2 separate regions of the Anser cygnoides genome follow, and region 1 is linked to region 2. Evidence: chromatin contacts called from public Hi-C data. All regions are on one chromosome and are shown on one strand. The core of a region is the stretch at or near the end of the contact, and the rest is flanking DNA. Distances in the headings are between cores, read along the strand shown.

Evidence for each region. A called contact is a pair of places that touch in the nucleus more often than the background predicts.
Region 1: a contact with region 2 is called in a Hi-C map of liver, with 2.5 times the contacts expected there. The contact joins the enhancer-like site here to the promoter of LOC106046070 in region 2. A contact is called at or near these places in 2 of 7 Hi-C or Micro-C datasets (both in liver).

What each region holds. Positions count from the first base shown.
Region 1 is chr4:68,884,955-68,887,996 of Taihu_goose_T2T_genome, forward strand. FAM13A (family with sequence similarity 13 member A) reads right to left here. Exons shown (of 21, transcript XM_048052161.2): 21 at 2,719-3,042. LOC106046091 (probable E3 ubiquitin-protein ligase HERC3) reads left to right here. Exons shown (of 25, transcript XM_066996351.1): 23 at 442-625; 24 at 1,372-1,474; 25 at 2,204-3,042. The coding sequence ends at 2,412. Among named protein-coding and RNA genes, the nearest start is that of MBOAT4, 84 kb to the left of the region's middle. Within about 2 kb of position 1,762, at least 2 of the 3 cell types and tissues checked have open chromatin away from gene starts, as enhancers often do. A contact at or near this core is called in liver, where this site is marked.
Region 2 is chr4:68,815,348-68,818,601 of Taihu_goose_T2T_genome, forward strand. It overlaps LOC106046070 (probable E3 ubiquitin-protein ligase HERC3), which reads left to right and starts at 1,918. Exons shown (of 23, transcript XM_048052142.2): 1 at 1,918-2,107; 2 at 2,705-2,837. The coding sequence starts at 2,014. LOC136790750 reads right to left here and starts at 233. Exons shown (of 2, transcript XM_066996355.1): 1 at 1-233.

The sequences.
Region 1 (3,042 bases), core at 512-3,011, 69 kb after region 2:
TTCCCACTCCACAGCTAAGTGCTTGCTCTCGGCTTGGTTATCAGGGTTCTTTGCAGAGTGTCCCCTGCTCAGTAACACCGTACACATACGGACTGAGAAGAGCTGTAGATAATTTCCTGGACATCCTAAACATGGGGCTGCAATTGCTGGGTCAGTTGTGGTTCTCCGGTAACCGAATCCTGCTACTTGTGTAACTCAACCTCAGCAGAGAGGCAGGTTCCGCTGCACTGGTTAAGCGCACACGTAGTGGTACGTGCCACCTGGTGACTTTGTCCATGTTGCAGTGAGTCATCTCAGCGGGAGGCGGGCAGTGGGGTGAACCTGTTGAAGACTCGTATTTGCAAGAAACGTTACAGGCAGAAGCAGCAAAACTAGCAGTGCTGCCACTCAGGCGTATGAATAAAAGTGCTTTTCTTTACCTGCTCTCTCTCAATGCCCTAGGGAAGAATTTGTTGAAGCCTATGTAAATTACATCTTCAACCTCTCCATCCATGAGTGGTACACAGCTTTTTCCACTGGTTTCCTGAAAGTATGTGGTGGGAAGGTCCTGGAACTCTTCCAGCCCACAGAGCTCAGGGCCATGATAGTTGGAAACAGTAACTACAACTGGGAGGAACTGGAGGAGGTAAAGCTTCCCTCTTGTCATGTTTTTCTTCTTTTTTTTACGAGTACTAGGATTGGGCAGCTGCAAGAGGTGGGCACTAGGTTGGGTCAAGAGGTGTAGTAAGCTACGGATGTTTTTATATGTTTCTTGTACATCTTGCAATTATTCACATGAAAAGTTACTCTCTTACTTCACTATCCTGCTACTGATAAAGCTCGTGGAGGAAATTGGGGATGAAAAAGAAGAGGGGAGGAGGACTTCTATCTTTTTTTCGTAGGGATGAAGCCTAAGATTGAAAGAAAGAGACAAAATCAGAATCTTCATTTACAATAGAACTAACAAGGGCAAAAAGTACACAGCCAAGTGTTCAAAGGGAAGTCTGGACAGAACGCAAGAGTTGTATCCTCTCAAAACACGTGCAGATCAGCAAATATTTGTTTTGTCTCAGCCTTAGCAGTAGAAATGGCCTCACAGTGCAGAACACATGATCCTGTCCGCGAGTCCAGCCCGTGATCAGGTACACCAGGGTTCCTCGTTACACCTCTAATTAGCTGAATACCTAGAAGCCTAAATACTGGCCTTTCACCTGTAGCAAGAACACTTTCCTGTGTCTTTGAGCCATGCTGTTGCCTATGGCACATCCTGCACTCCATTTCTTAGCTGTCAGACGTCAGTCTGAGATACTAGAAGAGATCAGGTCGTGTTCCTACTTAGTCCTTGCGTTCTAGTGCTAGATGAAATTATGTGACTTTTTGTTTTTCTAATAGAGTGCCGTCTATAAGGGAGACTACACTGCGACACACCCAACCGTGAGGATGTTTTGGGAAACGTTTCATGCATTTCCCTTGGAAAAGAAGAAGAAATTTCTCTGTAAGTATTTTGCAGTGGTGCAGGCTGTCATCTGAAATTGACGAATCAATGTCACTGGGGGGTAGATGTCACTTTGTTTGGCAATAAAAGGGAAGAGGAGGAGAAATACGTGGTTTTAAGGGCAGGTGGTTCAGAGTTTGTTGCTGCAGCTGGCAACTGTTGCTCCCTTGGGGCATCATGTTGAGGGAATATTGTGTCCCAAGGGCAACCTGGGAAAGCACTGAAAAGAGCCAATCTTTATTTTTGGACTGGTTTTGTTTCCTGATCTTGTACCCACTAATGTGTATCTGTTTGGAAACAGTTGGTGTCAAGCACAGAGATGGAGGCATGCTGAGGAAAGCGCTGTTTTATTGAAGGATTATTCAGATTTAAGTGTCCTAAAAGAATCTAGCTCCAAGAAGTATTAAATCTCCGTGTGGCAGTTTTGCTGAGCTGGCAGTCACCATCCCCTTACTTGGCCAGACCTGAAGCAGTTGCTGTCTTTCTTTAGAGCATTGCTTCCAGCAAACCCAGCAACATGTGGCCAAATTCTTTGCTGGTGCAGCTCCACTGACTGCAGATTTCTTATGTATTGGCACATGCTTCCAGGAAAAAGCTTTGGAAATAAAAGCTGAGAGAGCTAGAAGAGTTCAGCATGGAGATGAGAAGGCACAAGGGGCATCGTATCACAGCCGTACAAGTGTGAGGGTGCCTGTCCTAACCAGCCTGCCTTCTCTCTGCTTCTCCTAGTGTTCCTGACAGGCAGCGACCGCATTCCCATCTACGGCATGTCAAGCCTTCGCATCGTCATCCAGTCCACAGCCAGCGGGGAGCAGTACCTGCCCGTGGCGCACACCTGCTACAATCTCCTGGACTTGCCCAAGTACAGCAGCAAGGAGATTCTCAGCGCCCGGCTGGTGCAAGCCATCGATCACTATGAGGGCTTCAGCTTGGCTTGACGTGTGTGGGAGAGGCACAGGCACTTGGGTACAGAGGAAGAAAGCAATGGGCTTGGCTTTATTTTTATAAAGGAAGGGATCAGAGCATTTTGGGGGAAAAATAATAGTAAGAATCATAGATGCAGATGATGCAGTCTCAGCCTGATGCTGCCAGTATTTTGTGGGGTTTAGCAGGGAGAGACTTTAGCTTTGAGTTTTCTGATCTACTGAACAAAATGAGTTTGGTGGGCTTTTTCGTTGTTTCCCCTCCAACTTCACAGCACTGCCCTCGCAGCAAATACTCGTAGTTTGCTTTTATTGCCCCCCCCCCCCCCCCCCCCCCCCCCTTTTTGTTCAGTTTAAACCTTTGGTGTTCCTTGCATTGAGGCTATGGTGGAAATTCAGGATGAAATAGTGATCTCCTTTTTGAAAAGCTGTGATTTCCCCCACCCTTTTTTTTTTTCTTCCCTTTTTAAATGCAAGCTGGTTCTTGCTTGCTTTGAATGGATATATCCCCCCTGCCCTCTGGTCCTTGGCAGATGGTACTGGGCTGGGGTGTCATTTGTGACCCACAGGACAGTGTATTAGTTGCGGTACATGCTCTGTCTTTTTGCACCAGTATATCTCACGGAGAGTAGGGTGGTTTGGGGG
Region 2 (3,254 bases), core at 668-3,167:
AATATGTAACTTGCTGGGGCACATTGTTTCCTGATATAAGTCTTGTGACTTTAATGTGTTGCACAGTGGTTAAATTTGGTGGTAGACTGGTGATTGCTTTCTTCTTCACACCTTTCTTCACTATTCAGTATGTAGCTTTCGTTGTGGTGATGTCAGATAGGGTCATACCATTCTAAAGCACCGGTAAACCTTTCTTCCCCTTGGGAAACTATACATGCTCGGTGAGAGGATTTTATTTTGTGGGAATGTCGATCTGCTTGAGGCTACGTAGGAAGGCTCTGCAAAGGGATCTGGATAGGCTGGATGGATGGGCCGAGGCCAAGTGTATGAGGTTCAACAAGGCCAAGTGCCGGGTCCTGCGCTGGGAGCACAGCACCCCCACGTAATGCTGTGGGAAGAGTGCTGGAAAGCTGCCTGTCGGAAAAGGACCTGGGGATGTTGATCAGTAGCCAGCTGAATATCAGACAGCAGTGCGCTGGCTACTATGGGCGGATGGCCAGGAAGACCAACAGCTTCTTGGCTTGTATCAGAAATAGTGTGGCCAGCAGGCCCAGGGAAGTGATTGTCCCCCTGTACTCAGCTCTGGCTCTTGCTTGCACCTCACTCTGTGTTCAGCTTTGGGCCCCTCACTGCAAGAAAGCTATTGAGGTGCTGGAGCATGTCCAAAGAAGGACTGTGAAGCATGGTTTAGTGGTAGACTTGGGAGTAGGAACTGATGGTATTAGAGGTCTTTTCCAAACTTAATGATTCTATGATTCTGTGATTCCTGTGCCTCTTCTTGTAGCAACTTTCTTCCTTTGGGAGGACTCGTTAGCTCATGCTTTGGTGCAGAGGGACCTCCAGTGTCCCTTTGCGGCAGATGCTTTGGCCTCACAGGCCATAGCTTGCTATTTCTTTGTCAAAAGACCTTCCTATGTATCATGGAAGGAGATGAGGTCCCCGCAGTGTTGCAGGCAACAGGCTGGGAAAGACACGTGCTGTTTGCTCCCCTGTGGGGAGAAGGCAAGCCCAATTGTGGGACTGCTTTTGCTCAAGGACCCAGGTGTACTTGGACGATGGGGAACTGCGGTGTGTACCGTGAGTGACTTTCACCTTCGTGGATGTAGCTCCAAAAGGAAAGAAAGAGCTTTAGTGACTGTCCTTTTCCTCTCCTCCCCTCAAGTCTCTTCATTCGTGTGCCTCTGCCTGGAGCTCCTTTGCTGTCTTTGGAGGACAGATTATCTCATCTTTTGGTGCAGAGGGACTTCACTGTGCTTTTGCGGTTCGTGCTTTGGTGTCCCAAGCCTCACAGTACTGCCCTGGTTAATGCTGAGTGCTGCAGGACCTGGGTTGGGCCCTGCCCTGGACAGCATCGCCCCAGTCCTGTCAATGGTCTATGTCCTATGTCTCCACCCTGTCGTTATTTTTCACCATATTGACTCTCTGTGCCTTTTTGTTCACTCCATTCTGCTTCATTTAAATGTATCATATTAAACACTTCTGTTGTCTCAGTAATTATTTTTTTCTGCAGCATTTCACTCAACGCCAGTAAGAATCTGTAAAATCACGTCCTTAGTGCTACTTTCACAGCATGCCTTACCCCTGCTATGCTCCCCGTCTGTGCTCAGCATTCAGCAGCAATGATTTTTTTTAAGCATTCAGTTCACCAGTTAAAGGTATTGGGAATACAATGAAGATGCTCTTATGTCTTTCCATGCATTTGATCCCTAACACGGGTATCATTTATTGTACAAGGTGGCCCTGCGCGTGTTCTCCTTTAGAGGCAGGGGGAGATTTAGCAGACAGCAGGAGAGAATATGTGAGAATGGAAACCCTTTCGAGCACAGATCCCCGTTTCCCAGCTCAGCGCCTCCAAGCGTCAGCATCCCGGGAACCTCCCCAGCTGCTGGAGCTCCCGGGTTTCGCTTTCGGTTTCGTTTCCCGGCCGGGCCGGGGCTGGCTGGGGCGGGGAGCAGGCATAAAGGAGCTGCCTCGGGCTCAGCCTAGCGGTAGCAGGCTGCTTGCTGGCACGGCATGGCCGGGGGAAGGAAAAAGCAGCGGCAGCGGCAGCGGCAGCGGGCCGGAGAGCAGAAGCGCAGCCCCCAGCAGCGGCCGAAGGCAGCGGGAGGTGCGGGGGGGAACCGGCGGCGTACCGGGGGTGGGGGGGTCGGGGACCCCGCCGGGAGCCAGGGGTTGGGGAGGAGACGGGGGTGATGGGGAGAGATGCCCCTGCCTGACTGCACGCTGTGGTTAAGCTGGGGAGGTGAGAAAGGTGGGCGGTGGGGCAGCCAAGGTGTGAATTTTACTGCTTCTCCAGTGTCTTGTAAAACATCTGACTTCGAGACAACCTGTGCCCAAGCGTGTGACAAATCTAGGGCAGTCAGATAACTCAGCAAGAGCCTTTTTTCCCCAGGACACTCTCCACAGCCGTGCAAAAGTAAGTGTACTTCTGCTGACGTGTCAGTGATTGTTTTCAGAGCCTGTATCTGAGAGATGGCGAAATGTCTTCTAGTGACAGCCAGGAGAGTGGCTGGTGGACAACAAAGTAGTGCACAGGACACTGAAGCTCTGAGTGACCTGAGAAAATATTGCCTAAGCTTGCTGCACTTCTTCCCAAGGAGCAGAAAATCTCAGTGAAAGCAGTAGCACACAGAGATACTGGGGAGGGAGCAGAGATGGTTAAGGTGCCTGCTTCCTGCCATGTCTGTCTTTATTTGTTCTGTAGAAGATGTGCAGTTGCAGAGAAAGGAGGGGGTGAAATGTTCAAACTGTGATGAAACACATACGCTCCTTCTCTCCTGTGATGGGAAGCTTTCCGAACACTGGGCTACGTCTTCGGATAACTGCTTTAAGCCAAGGTAAGAAGCTTTTGCAGGGTGAAGGTATGTATTGCAATGGTCAGAGAACGTCCTCCTTTTCCTAAAGGTAACATTCAAGAAACTCAGGCATGCTCTTACTGTAAAAAGGAAACAAGAACACTTGCATTCCTAAAACTCAAAACTTTCTCTTCTTTTTTAACCAGCAAGAAATGTTCTGATTTTGAGGGTAACACTAAGATCTGAGCTGTTTGAGATACTGACGGTACAGGTTCCTCTCAAAACTTAGTAAGGATAAGTAGATTTACCAGTTTGCAAATGACATGCAAACTACATGTGGCTTAGGAAAGCTGTGTGTGAAAGACCCAGGCCCACATAAACCTTGCCACCTTCTGATTAATCTGTGAGGGTAACCAGCATCTACAAATGACATAGCAGTATGCTTATGGAATTTGCTGC